Linked DNA regions of Zea mays: region 2 is linked to region 1. The links are chromatin contacts, called in public Hi-C maps. All regions are on one chromosome and are shown on one strand. Each heading gives the region's core, a stretch centred on a gene start, on an enhancer-like site or on the middle of the called end of the contact. The rest is flanking DNA. Distances are from core to core; before and after follow the strand shown.

What was found. Hi-C and Micro-C count contacts between places; a contact is called where the count stands out from the background.
Region 2: a Hi-C map of bundle sheath shows a contact between it and region 1, with 4 times the contacts expected there. The contact joins the enhancer-like site here to the promoter of LOC100273105 in region 1. A contact is called at or near these places in 3 of 25 Hi-C or Micro-C datasets (bundle sheath, ear and tassel).

What each region holds. Positions count from the first base shown.
Region 1 is chr4:83,654,221-83,658,067 of Zm-B73-REFERENCE-NAM-5.0, reverse strand. It overlaps LOC100273105, which reads right to left and starts at 2,518. Exons shown (of 3, transcript NM_001398895.1): 1 at 2,107-2,518. The coding sequence starts at 2,463.
Region 2 is chr4:84,516,223-84,520,145 of Zm-B73-REFERENCE-NAM-5.0, reverse strand. No RefSeq gene overlaps it. Among protein-coding and RNA genes, the nearest start is that of LOC111591383, 110 kb to the left of the region's middle. Within about 2 kb of position 1,610, at least 17 of the 20 cell types and tissues checked have an H3K27ac peak or open chromatin away from gene starts, as enhancers often do. A contact at or near this core is called in bundle sheath, ear and tassel, where this site is marked.

The sequences.
Region 1 (3,847 bases), core at 1,269-3,768:
TTGTATGCTATTTTGATGAAATGGTAGTGTAACAAAAAAATATCATTAGAAATCTGTGATATCCTGGTCCTAGTAGATAATGATATCCTGGCCCAAGACTTAATAGAATTAATAGATTACTCATACCAACAAGGTGCATCTTCTTTTTCGGAAGCCTATCTCGAAAGAACCTCCAAGTTAAGCGTGCTTGGCTTGAAGCAATCTTGGCGTGTGTGACCGATCGGGAAATCTTCTCGAGTGCGCTAAGTGAGGACAAAGTACGCACAAAAGATTCGTGTTGGTCTGTGGGGATAGTATATGATCCTATAGAGCTACCAGGAGTAAGTATCGTCGGTCCGGGAGTGGACGGGGTGTTACAAATGGTATCAGAGCCGACCCTCACGGTTTCATGGGCGTGTGTGGGCTAGGGGTTCGGGTATATGACGCATGGCGCACGTGGGCCTGGAGTGGTCACATGGCATGACATATGACGGCACTAGACATACAGACGTGGCCAAGACGGGAGGTTTCTGGCTTGGGGTTGACTGACAAGGATGTTGGTCTTCTAAGGGGGTGGATTGTGATATCCTGGCCCTAGTGGATGGTGATATCCTAGTCTAAGGCTTAATAAAATTAATAGAGTACTCATACCAACAAAGTACATCTTTTTCGAAAGGCTATCTCGAAAGAACCTTCAGGTTAAGCGTGTTTGGCCTAGAGTAATCTTGGGATGAATGACCGACCAGGAAGTCTTCTCGGGTGCGAATGATTGAGGAAAAAATGCGCACAAAAGACTCGTATTGGTCTGTGGGATGGTATATGATCCTAGAGGGCTACCAGGCGCCGGTCCGGGAGTGGACGGGATGTTACAAAATCCTAAACCAAAAATATTTTCTTCTCATTGGCCAGTGCTCTTGCGTCTACAGATTTTTGAACCATGGTAGAAATATATATACACACATTAGTTAGTATTACAGACATGGTAAAATAAGGATGCAGGTTGTAAAATTGATTTAAGTTAAAAGAGAACATAGTGGTGTCTAGTTTTTTAGCTCCGTTTTAGAGTCTCACCTATACTCCCATGCATCATCTTCTGTACTTTTTGAAGAGTAGCAAATGCAGAAGAAATTGTTTTAGTGAAGGTATTCTCTTTGTTAGGAACTTACATCAGTCGACAAATGCAAGTGAAAGCCATAGCTGCTTTAGTCACTTGCAGGCCGGTGAGCGGCTAAGAATCGAGTATGCATTTCATTGTACCTATTTGTTTCTTGCGATTAACAATATTTATGGGGTCCACAATAGGATTAAGGGTCAGTTGGAAACATGCCACTCAAAATTTTGGAAAATTGGAAAGTAGTTCATTTTCATGCCACTTCATGGCATCAAAATAAACTAGTCGTCCAATTTTGTAAAAGTTGGGTGACATGTATACATTTAATCCTAGGATTAAGGAGGGTAGCTAGTGTTACCTGGAACATAAATAACACCAATATTTACTTTTCTGGAATATGTGGTCTTATTATAAACTTTAGGACAGGGTGTACCGGGTACAACTCAAATGCAATAAAACTACAAAAGAAAACCTTAAATTGAAGGGTAAAACTCGTCATATCCCCATTACTCTCTTCAAGTTATAATAACATGTGCCATCTAGGCATGTTTTCAATTTGTCTGATTAATCGTGATTAATCGTCAAGTCGGTTTAGAAAAATCACGATTAGTCGCCAAGTCGCCCGACCGCGCTAGTCAGCAAGTCGTCCGACTTGAAAACATTTATAGAGTCTAGACAACTGGAATCGAACCTTGCGTTGACAGTTCCTTTTAGTTTTTATTATCTATTTATCTTGTTTGCTCATAACAACTAAAAGAGTTTATCAGTTATGGTGTTGTCCGAAATTTGAGAAATATAACTGATCTATATGGGAAATTAAGGAATAAGATAATCCAAATCATGCAGTGCAGCGAATCAACAACATATTATTAAGATAAATCCATTACACGAGTACTAATCCTAAACGGATACCGTGAAGAGGCATAATAGCAAACACTAACTGATTCCATGAACGATCCAGTCCCAATAGTATCTACCAATTTTGTGCACAATAGTAGCATCACAGTTGACAGTACCTCGGTGACGTCGTGGTTGCGCTCGACGATGCGCAGCAGGCCGGCGTCGGATACGCGGGGGCACCCGAGGAGGTGGAGTGACCGGAGCCTCCCCTGCGCCCTGTCCGTCAACGCGAGGAGCGCCTCGTCCGTGATCCGGTGGCTGAGCGGCGGCTCCACGACGAGGCGCAGCCACAGGAGCGGGTCCCCCGCGACGGCCTCGCGGAGGCCGCGGCACGTGCGAGCGCAGGACAGCAGCTCGCGCAGCCGCATGTAGGTCAGAGCCAGGAGGAGCGCGGCGTGCGGCTCGCTCGGGGAGGAGGCGGGGCCGGCCGTGGGCGGCGGCGGCGCGGCGGCCGTGGCGGTTGTCGGCAGCATTTGAGTGGTCGAGGCGGTTGCCTTGATTGAGGAGGCAAGTGGAAATGACAGCAGCACGATTGCACGAATGAAAACTGAGAGGGATTCTTTTGTACTCCCTCCCAGTGCAGTAAAGGTAGTCGTTTAGAACATGATTGTGCATACCAAGAAGTGATTAATTATCATAGAGTTTTCCTTGTTTGCCCCTATTAAATAGGGATATGGGTGCATTAACGTCACTAAAACAATTAGGCTTGATTGGTTACTGCAGCAGCTCCAAGGCATTCTAGACTGGAGGTCTTAAGTTTGATTCCTCTTAAATGCATCTTTTTTTGTGCAATTACTAGGGGCAACAACGTCCAAATCCCAGACCCACGCGCGCTATGACTTCTTTTTGTGCACGCTCGGTCACGCGCAGGATGACTTCTTTTACTGCACCGGAGGGAGTACGGAGCCATCAGCCTGTTCTTGTTTCAGGTTTCTCACGTTGGAGGTTGATGTACGTAGACAACATGTCGGGAACATATGAACATATTAAATGCAAACCATGTTTTGGTGTAAACCTCATACAAATCTACTAAAAAATTGAAAAAAATCTAAATAAAAACATGAATGTACATCTAAACTTAACTCATCTATATACAAAATTTTATGATCAAATTCATCTTACTCTAACAGTTACAAAAAAAACAAATTTTGATGTATTTGAACTTTTACTGTTTATCAGAAATTTTGCCTTTTTTAAGTTCCAGAGTAAGTTGAATTTAACCATAAAATTTTGTATATAGATGAGGTAAGCTCATATGTATATTCATGTTTTTCAGAATTTTTTAAAACTTTTTTTAGTATGTTTGCATAAGGTTTGCACCAAAACGTGGTTTGCATTTGTTATGTTCCCCAACATGTAAGGGCCGGACCTGGGGGTGGTCGAGCCGGGCGGCCGCCCAGGGCCCCAAAAATGTTGGGCCCCTTAGGTATATACTTAAGTATAGTACTAGCCCAAATAGTATTTACTTTGTTAGCTGACCAGCCTAATTGTCCAAACACGTAGCCCATTATTTGCTATACTTTCTACAATTTATTGACTTATTATTGTTAACCTAATTTCTGCCGGCTGCTGTGAGTGTGATACGGTAAACAAGAACGACGACCGGTCTTCTCATCTTCATCAAGCAGCTAGCAGGTACGTTGTGGCTGACGGCTACAGACTGCTCTCTGAACTACTGAAAAAATTAGCCCAAATCCCTCTGCGATTCGTCTCTTTGGCCGTCCGTCTGCGCCCACCGCCGTGAGCGGCCGCTCCGAGATGCTGCCCTCGTGGCCGCTGATGAGCTCGCTGGCCACCTCCGGGCTGCTCGCTAGTGGCCACCATGTAGTGCGTGGAGCCGAGGCGGATGTGCTCATG
Region 2 (3,923 bases), core at 361-2,860, 860 kb before region 1:
GGCAACGAACTTGAGCGCCGCAACGAAGGACTGTATATTTGACATGGCCAGGTATGGAACAACATGCATCATGTATATCGCTGCACCATTTCGTCATTGTTTAAATCGATTGCCTCCATGCATATGCTCTCTATACAAAACACTTCATCTGTTCTAAAATATAATATGTTTTATTTTTTAGGTATATTGTATTTATTATATATCTAGATACATAGTGTATATCTAAGTGTATTGTAAAAGCTACTCCCTCGATTCTAAATTATTACGAGACGTTGGCGTTTACGAATCTATTTACTTTATTATACAGTTAGATATACCATATGTCTAGACACATAGTAAAAAAAAATATCTAAAAAGTTAAAATATCTTATAATTTAAAATTGAGAAATATGTATCTTGAAAATCCAAAACATATATAGAATGAAGGGAGTATTTTTTTTATAATGTACACAACTTGAAAAACAGGCTAAGCTTACTTGTTTGCATTGTACGGTCAAATGTTTTCCTTGCTTTGGTTACTTAGATATATAGATAGGTAGTCTCATTACAGACGGTTTGGAAGTGTCATTGCATGCAGTTTGAGTTTCCCCGTCGGTCTGGGCATGCAGTTGTCGTCCGAGCTAAAGGAGTGAGGGCGAAGGTACATACGTGAGCGAGATAGATGAGAAAGACGATGTGCGTGTGCCTGTTATCTCTCTCTACATACTGGCGTTTATTAAAGGATCAGTTTAAAAACTTAAATCTTTTTGGACCCCTCTACTTTTTTTAAAAGTAAGAAATTCATGAGGATCTGATTTAATAAGATATTTATTTATTACGGGAGTCTTTTTTTTTCTTTTAGGTTTGGTTTTCTTTGCTTTCAGATTAGTCCTAAGGGGTCAGTGTCTGCCTTTCTAGGCACACGTACGGAGGTGAAGCTAGGACTGAGGCTCCAATGCTTGAGTGGTACCGAATAGTACGGAGTATGTCCTAGATTTTAATGTCTTGTTTTTGTTAAGTTGTATTTCAGAAGATACTAGCAAAAAAAGGTTTATTTTAAAATTACTCTAGTTGTTCGGAGAGTACCAAGCCACTAGACTGTTCGTTTCGGATTAAATCAAACAGTTAGAATTGCTGCAGCTATAATTTATAGAGATAAAACATTGTGTAAGAGCAGTAGAAGTCGGGCGAATAGCCGACACGTTTCAAACGGAACCTCGTCGTGGCAGAACGGACACAAAATCCATCCATACTTCAGTTTTTATCTGACAAAAAGAAATCATCGCTTCAGTGGCGGTTTGGTTAGATGTTTCTGTCAGGGATCAGTTTAGAGTGGTATATATTCCCTTTGTTTTTTTGTTTGGTTAGGCTAGTTCATAACGGTTAACACATACTCATCTCTTTTCGTTACGACTTTCCAGCTAGTGGTAATACATAACATTAACTAACCAGATATATCTCGCTTTCTATTGCACCGTAACTAATAGCAATGGGATGCCCCTGGTGGCTGCGCAGTGGGTCCGTGGGGCGAAGGCGAAGCTGACCACGCCTAGACCGTAGCTGCGTGGCTGTGGACCGGTGCGGCAACGGAGGGAGAGGCGGGGTCCGGCCAAAGGCCAACACCTGCGGCCCAGCCCCGTACCGTACCGTACCTCCCCAACAGGCCGGGCCAGGGGGCAGGGCCGCAGGGGCCCTGGTGCTGTACTGCTGTCCGAACTCCGAAGTGATGAAGCGCGCAGCCGCACGCCGGCCGCATGGAGTACGTTCGATCCGACGTGAGGCACCTGCTTCGCGTACACAGAGTCCGAGTCCACTGCATCGATGTTTGCTTGCTGACAAGTGGACTCAACGTGAGGTCCGTGAGTTCCCTCTACACTGCTCTCTGCTCTGCTGCGGCTGCGGGTGGTTGGTCGGTGAGCGGGGTGGACGGAGCGCGCCGTCGTAGCATCGCGGTGAGCTGGCCAGCTGGGGTGTGGGGTGGGGATAGGGGGGGAACCGAACAGGTGGCATTTGGCGGCATGCGGCAGCAAATGCGTCCAGCGTACTCCAGTTTGTGCCGGCCTGGCGAAACTCTGACGGGCCCCACTTTCTGCCTCGTCCTTAGACGAGTTATTTGCCCATTCGCCATTATCAAATACGGGTTTCGTCCAAATGCCATCATAAAAATGGGTTTCGCCGCTACGCTATTTTCAATCATTGTTCAACAGACAAAATGCCATTTTATCCCTTCAGCACATTATAACCTTCGGCCATTTAACGCCGTTAACTGTACAAATAAGAGGAGCGTTCGAAAACTGGCACATAGGCTGTTCCAACCCAGGTTCAAAAAAAAACGTCCAGACCAGGTTCAAAAACTACTCCACCCTTGGTTCAAATAAGAGTAGCGTTCAGACCAATAAATTGCTCCAACCCAGGTTCAGATAAAGCGTCCAGACCAAGCTGACTAGTGCTGTTCTGATGGAAGTTGGCGCAAAAAAAATTCTGTGCTTTCTAGCGCACAGTACAGAGAAGCACACCAATCTGCAACAAAATCCAATACAGTACAGTTTTCAGCACGGTGCAATTTTCAGCACAGAAATTTCAGCACACCAATCGATAAAGTTCAAATAAAATTTCAGAGATGTTCACAATTCAAATGACCACATAGGTGTTCATAGTTTAGACTCACTGGTTTCATAGATGTTCAGACAGAAAGATATTAAAATTTACACACATTGGACTCATAAAAAGAGTCACACAATTCATATACATTGATTTCAAACAAGTCCAAACAGACTTTGCTTGGTGGCATACACTTGCTGTCAGGTTCATTCACTTGCTGTCAGGTTCTTCTTCTTCTTCCTTGGTGTCATTTTTTTGCAGGCTTTGCATTCTTTGTTGTTGTAAGCTTTGTTGGCGACACATCCAAATCTTTGTTGCTGCCAAGGTTGAAGTCAGCCTGCTCACTTGTGCTCTCCCCAAGCAACATAGCAAGCCCCCTGCAAAAATGATTGAATTAGAATGCAGTTACCATTAGCTGCAACACTAGAATGCAGTTCACAAATAGTGCAGACCTTCTAGTCAATCTAATAGGCTATCTTGTAATATTGTTTCTCTATTTGGTCTGATAGGACTTGATATGATAGCATTTGCCTCTTGCACATTTTGGTCTGCATTAGCTGTCTCTACTAGGTGAACGCTTCATTACCTCTGCTCTCCAATTGAACAACAATTGAAAACTCTGTTCCCAGCTGCCATGCAGTTCTCGTAATGCCTTCTGTCTTCCTTTCCATACAGTGTCATAGTGAATCTCACAACAAAAGTCCTCCTGTAACTTGTCCCTCAGCTCAACAGTCTTCATGGCTGGTTTCTTTTGTAGGATATGAACAGCTTTAGAAGCTACCCGAGCACTAGTGGGTGTAGTGGTTTTCCTTCTTGCACTTGATGTACAGGTGTGACCACCAATCAGCACAGTCACCTGAATAGATAAAAAATTCATAAATCACTAATAGCTTTAGTGAAACGATAAAATACATGCTATGTAAAATGACTACTAGCTGCACCAAAAAATACCATAACCGTTTTTCCATCTGGTTGTCTCCGTCCAACAATATGCCAAGGACATCCATCTCCTTTGCAATACCCAATGTACCTAGTTCGGTCAGTTTTTGCGATGTGCAGCTCAAATTCCTCATTTATAGCAAATTGGCGCATAGCCAATCTAAACTCTTTCATGTCAGGATACACTGTGCCAATACTCATGCTAGGCTTACCTGGGTCGTGCACAAACACCCTCTCCTCAGGCACATCTTCATCAACTAGAATCGCTGCGCCAAAACTATCATCGAAAACATTAGGAGCCTCACCATCAACCCTCCCTGCCTCACCATCAACCCTCCCAGCATCACCATCATTGCCCATAGCATCTGCAGGAGGATTCTCTTCATCAACCGTCAAGCCCAAGA